Regions from separate parts of the Ovis aries genome. Here region 1 is linked to region 2. Evidence: chromatin contacts called from public Hi-C data. All regions are on one chromosome and are shown on one strand. Each heading gives the region's core, a stretch centred on a gene start, on an enhancer-like site or on the middle of the called end of the contact. The rest is flanking DNA. Distances are from core to core; before and after follow the strand shown. Region 1 has its middle 87 kb from the start of TRNAC-ACA. Region 2 overlaps COL6A3 (collagen type VI alpha 3 chain).

The links. A called contact is a pair of places that touch in the nucleus more often than the background predicts.
Region 1: a Hi-C map of tail adipose tissue shows a contact between it and region 2, with 2.0 times the contacts expected there. The contact joins two enhancer-like sites. A contact is called at or near these places in 3 of 16 Hi-C or Micro-C datasets (skin fibroblasts and tail adipose tissue).

What each region holds. Positions count from the first base shown.
Region 1 is chr1:3,956,989-3,959,688 of ARS-UI_Ramb_v3.0, forward strand. No RefSeq gene overlaps it. Among named protein-coding and RNA genes, the nearest start is that of TRNAC-ACA, 87 kb to the right of the region's middle. Within about 2 kb of position 1,258, at least 6 of the 54 cell types and tissues checked have an H3K27ac peak or open chromatin away from gene starts, as enhancers often do. A contact at or near this core is called in tail adipose tissue, where this site is marked.
Region 2 is chr1:3,858,228-3,860,927 of ARS-UI_Ramb_v3.0, forward strand. COL6A3 (collagen type VI alpha 3 chain) reads left to right here. Exons shown (of 41, transcript XM_060414453.1): 39 at 828-926. Among named protein-coding and RNA genes, the nearest start is that of COL6A3, 82 kb to the left of the region's middle. Within about 2 kb of position 1,399, at least 3 of the 54 cell types and tissues checked have an H3K27ac peak or open chromatin away from gene starts, as enhancers often do. A contact at or near this core is called in tail adipose tissue, where this site is marked.

The DNA.
Region 1 (2,700 bases), core at 8-2,507, 99 kb after region 2:
TTTCTTTTAAGTCTATGGGAGAATATTTCTCCTTCTCTGTGTCTGCTTGAGCTGAGTTAAAGCCCTGAGTACATCATTTTCTATTTGAAAGGTGTCTAGCATAGTAAGAAGCAACTACAAACCTCATCTTTGAAAGTTGCAAGTATCTGGAGGATGAGGGGTTTCTTAGAAGATTTGGAAATATATCTTCTGGCCCTTTATAGAGTTGGTGCTGTGCTGTGCTTAGTCACTCAGTCGACTCCATGGACTGCAGCCCACCAGGCTCCTCTGTCCCTGGAGATTCTCCAGGCAAGAATCCTGGAGTGGGTTGCCATGCCCTCTTCCAGGGGATCTTCCCAACTCAGGGATCGAACCCAGGTCTCCCGCATTGCAGGTGGATTCTTTACCATCTGAGCCACCAGGGAAGCCCAAGAATACTGGAGTGGGTAGCCTATTCCTTCTCCAGGGAGCTTCCCGACCCAGGAATCGAACCGGGGTCTCCTGCATTGCCGGTGGATTCTTTACCAGCTGAGCTACCAAGGAGTTGGTAATCCATGGCTTATGCCCAGTTATAATAGGTATCAGGGTGGCCGCTTAAATGGAAAGAGAGCCTCGTCATTCCATGAGCATTATTGTCAAGGTAAAATGAACAGATTTAGCTCGTAAAGAAACAATGCAACTTCTTTAGATCCAGATAGTTTATACCTTACAAAGACAAAAAGCAAAGCATACCACCTCCCCTTGCCCCTTGTCCCACAGGATGATACCAAAACAGTGGGGAGCAGGTGACAACATATGAGTCATGGGGCCCTGTTGCCGAGAGACCTGTTTCGTGCTGCATCCAGGCAGTTACACTGACTGTAGCTGGACCCTAAAGGAGGTGGTTGGGGACAGAGTGTGGACAGGGAGAAGGGAGCCTCATACCTCCTCAGAACACAGGAGGCGATGAGAAACTGCCCCATGAGCGGGGAAGAGCCTGGTAATAGCTCCTCACAAAGCTCCTGTGCTCTCATATTCTGGTTGGATCACAGGAGTTCTGCTAAGGTCCACATTAACTGTGATAGCACTTTGCCCACACAGCCCATGTGGAGACGTGCAAGGCCACCAGGCACCCCCTGCTGGAGCCACTTCCAGGCATTTATTGTTCCATCCATTCCTGCTGACAGCAGAAAGATCATTTGATTTCCAGGCAAGGAACTTCCTCCAGGGACTCCGAGTTCACTGGTTCAGAAGCTCTGAGTACAGCTTGTTCATCTAACACTAGCCAGCAGGGCGGTCAGGAGGGATTATTGACTCTCGCTGTCATCAGGGGCCAGGGCTGCTGATAAGGATCTCTGGAGCCTCAGTGTGGGCTGAAACAACTTCCAGTGCTTTCAGGCCAGCAATGTAAGTAACAGATAATGGCAGCAATCCTGACCTGCAGGAGGCAAGGGAGCCTCACCTCACACCCTTCTGGGGGAGATCTGGGTCGTTTGAGCAGGCAGTCAACTGAGACTGGTCAAAGCAAGTGGTAGCCAAAAGCAAGTGACTTCTGGATAGGGTGATAAAGGTAGGAGGTGATGGACGGGGAAGGTAGGAGGTGAAGGATGGGAAAGGTAGGAGGTGATAAATGGTGTTGGGGCTCTGGGTCAATGGAAGCAGTGGGGCTGTACTTTGTTCCACTAACTGTGGATGCTAAATCTTGAAGACTCATTTCTGGTTGGACTGAATGTGAAGGGCAGGAGAGGAAGCGAAGAGTGCAAGGGGGTTATGAACAGACAGCTCTGGGCTCCTTCCACACCTTCTTGGCCTCACCTAGATCCCAGCTGTGACTGATCGGAAGTCCTGAGAGGGCTCCCATCATGTTTCACAGACAGCTCTGACCTCAAGCATGAGCCCACATCCTTCATGCTCTGCCTTGGGCTCCCACAGAGTTGTGGATGTGGCTGGTCCCCACGTGGCGCACGTGTAAGAGCAGCCTAGAAGGGGGAGCGTAGTCGTGCCCCGGAGGGCACCCGAGGCAGCAGGAAACATAAGTAAGTGTTGTCCATTTTGATCCCGGAGGCAGGGGCAGTGTTTGGACAATTCTAACAGGCATTCTGCATGCTGAGGTCCTGGTAGGATTGAGCACCAGCTGCCACAAAAGAGACCCTCATAATGCACTTTACCTGGACTTCCATTTTCTTCCTCCACATCACGCTTCCTGCTCACTTATATTCTCTGAGAGCACAGCTCATATAGAATTTCTGTGCTTAAGTCCTTGGGTCCGGCTCTGATTTCAGGGCTAGTGCGTTGGAGAGCAAGCCAGGCTGGGTGCTGTCTTTCCCACAGGTGGGCTGACAGGTCAAAAAGGCCAGCCAGGCGATGTGGTCAGATAGGACATGCGCAGTGAGGCAGCCGAGCTTGTGATGCGGGTGGACACTGTGAGAGACAACTTGTGAACCCTTGCTCACTTTGGTCCCATGTGCCCACCTCGGGGCATGAGCTCTCACCCCTCCCAGTCTCTCTCCTGAGCTCTGGAAATGCACTGAAACATCCATCCAGGCACATGTCCAGACTGAAAGTGTCCTCTTCCAAAGTCACATCTCCCTAGGAGCTCCTGATGCTGCTCCATTCATGTTTTTTCAGTCTCATGACGTTGGAGGTCCTTGAGGACTCCTCTTCCTCTCCCCCAACTGGTGATGAGTTCTCCTTCTTAAAGGTCTCTGCAACTTACCCCACTTGCCCCTGTTTCAGTCCAGA
Region 2 (2,700 bases), core at 149-2,648:
ATGGAGGAGCCCTGACCCACGGGGCCCGAGTGTAGCCACTTCCCAGGGAGGAGGAAATATGCCCGCGGAACCTGGCTGGGTCTCAGCCACCCGCCGTGCCTGAGCGTCAGAGGCATGTTTTCGTGTTCAGTGAACGGAAAACACCCCAGTCGCGCTCCGTAGGGAGTAACCAGAGAGCCCTTGGAGCTGCACCGTCCCAGCACTGCGGGACGTCCACAGCCCTGCAGAAAGGGCACCGGCGTGCCCCTCCCCTGGGCCCAGGGTGTCCTGCTCTGCCCTCTGCCGTGTGGGCCCCGTGGTGCCCGTGCTGCCCCGGGGTTTGCCCTTGCGTGCTTTCCCGGTCTCTGTTCAGGACAATGCCCCACCCCCAAGTTCTCCTGGACACCCCTCCCTTAGCCCCGGCTCTTCTCCACCCCTGCCGCACCTGGGACGTGGAGGGGGAGGCTCCCACTCTTTTCCCCTGGGCCAGTGTCATTCACATCAAGGAACTATGAATGAGGATGGGCAGTTCCCATCTGTTACCATGCAACGCAGAAAGATATGAGTCCAAAGACCATTCAGCCCCAGGGCTCTGTTTCCTAGGATGGAAACAGCAGAAGTTACGTGGAAACTGTGAGGACCTGTCCCAAGTTCAGAGGCTCTCTGTTTGCTTGATGAGATGAATCAGACGTGCAGACACCGGATAGGAGTCATGTGTGTAGAGACTTCTTGGGGCTCTGTGTCTCAGTGGCCCATGCTTACATAAGACATGATCCAGAAAAGCAAGCCTGCCTCAGTCTCTTACTTTTCCAAATTACTTACTAGGGGTGAATCTTTTTCTTTTTCAGAGAAAATTCAGCTTCCACCTCCGCAAGCAGAGCGGTCAGCTTCTAGTGCAACCGTCAACCTAGTGGTGAGCACAGACCGGTTGGCTGGGAGTAAAGCAGGTGAGCCGTTGAAAACCTTAGGTGCATTGCAGCGCTAAGAAAGCATTCTTGGGGCTATGCTGGTGGGTTCAGTGGTTAAGACTCCGTCTTTCCACGGCAGGGGGCATGAGTTGGATTCCTGGTTGGGAAGCTAAGATCCCACGTGCTGTGTGGTGAGGCCAAACATTGAAAACAAAAGCGGAGCTAAAAGCAGAACTCCACGGCCCATTCATACTTAAAAGGAGAAAGTCCAGTAAATCATACTATTTTTTTAAAAAAGAGAATTCTTCCGAACAGTTTAATCTGCTGGGGTTCTAATTCTCAGACCAGGAGTGACTTGTATGGAGAATGTTCCAAAGTGGCTCTGTGTGGTCCATCCTGGTCTTAACTTCCATATTCCAAGTTCCAAATGGTGACTTACCTTGCCTGTCCCGAGGTTCTTAGAAAAAGCTGACCAAGGGCGGCTTTGGGGAACTGTAGCCAGGAACTCATGAGTCCCTTAGTCATTTCCCCAGTGCCTCATCTTGGGACTTGAGTTTATTTGTGATCTGTGATGCAGCACAGCATAGGGTTTCATCTGCACAGTGATTTAATTTAATAAGAAACTACTCAGAAGAACACGAGACAGCTCAGTTTGGAATCCATGAAATTCGCGGGTTTGGAAGTGACCCACGGGGTCGCTGCTCTGGTCCCAGTTCCCTCTGCATATACCCTGGCTTAATCGAGCCTACCCTTCTCTTGGGCCTGAGCCAAGCATGTGCATGCTCTATGTGAAATCTGTGACAAGTTAGACGTGTTTCTGGAAGTGACAGCTGTTTCTTGTTTTTCTTCCTGGGCAGTGGAACTCTGGGTGACCCATAACCTCTCCAGGGGAACGTGAGCTGTGATTGTTCATCTGTGGGAAACGGTTATTGAAATGGCCAATATGCTTTGCTTAAGAGTATTCTGCCAAAGATATTGGTATTAATTCCACAGTCAAATTCCATGGGATTTAGATACCTTATTGGTTTATAGACCCCAAAGCAAAGGGTTTCCACTAATTATGGGGACAGTTTGTTAGTTTTGAAATTAATATGTTGGCTCCAGAGGATGAGCTAGTTAGATAGCATCACTGACTCAATGGACATGAATCTGAGCAAACTCTGGGAGATGGTGAAGGACAGGGAAGCCTGGTGTGCTGCAGTCAATGGAGTCACAAAGAGTTGGACAGGATTTAGCCACTGAACAACAACAACCTATTGGCCTCAGTCAGGAGGAGGAAGGTGTATTTCTTTATAGAGTTTGTTTCTCTTATGGATTAGGGTGAAAGGCATTTCTTGGGTGCTAAGCCGCTTTTGTAGATCCTAGCTGTAAAAGCAGCTGTGCTTTCCCACTTTGTCCTGTATCATCAGAAGCAGCAGCATGCTCATTTTTTGAGCTGTGAGGATTCCCCATTTTACTCTTTCCATTGCAAGTTTTAAAATGATCCTTGTTTCTCCACCTCACCCTTCTTGTAGAGTCTGTATCCTAGCTCACCTGCGTTTAAGTGAAGCTGGGTGGTTTCCTCCTCCACACCTCCATCTCTTTGGGCCTGCTTGGAAATATAGGACTTGGTTCTTTTAGTTGTTTCTGGAGGAGTCTTGTCTTTTACTATGATAGTATTTTATTCCATTGAATACGGGACTTTCCCCCGTCCGTGTATACATGTGTATATATCTACATCTGTATTTTCACATTTATCTATCATCTCTTAATTCAGCCATAACCCATAATGACTTTGGACATAAGGAGTTATTAGAGAGAAGATAATGAAGTC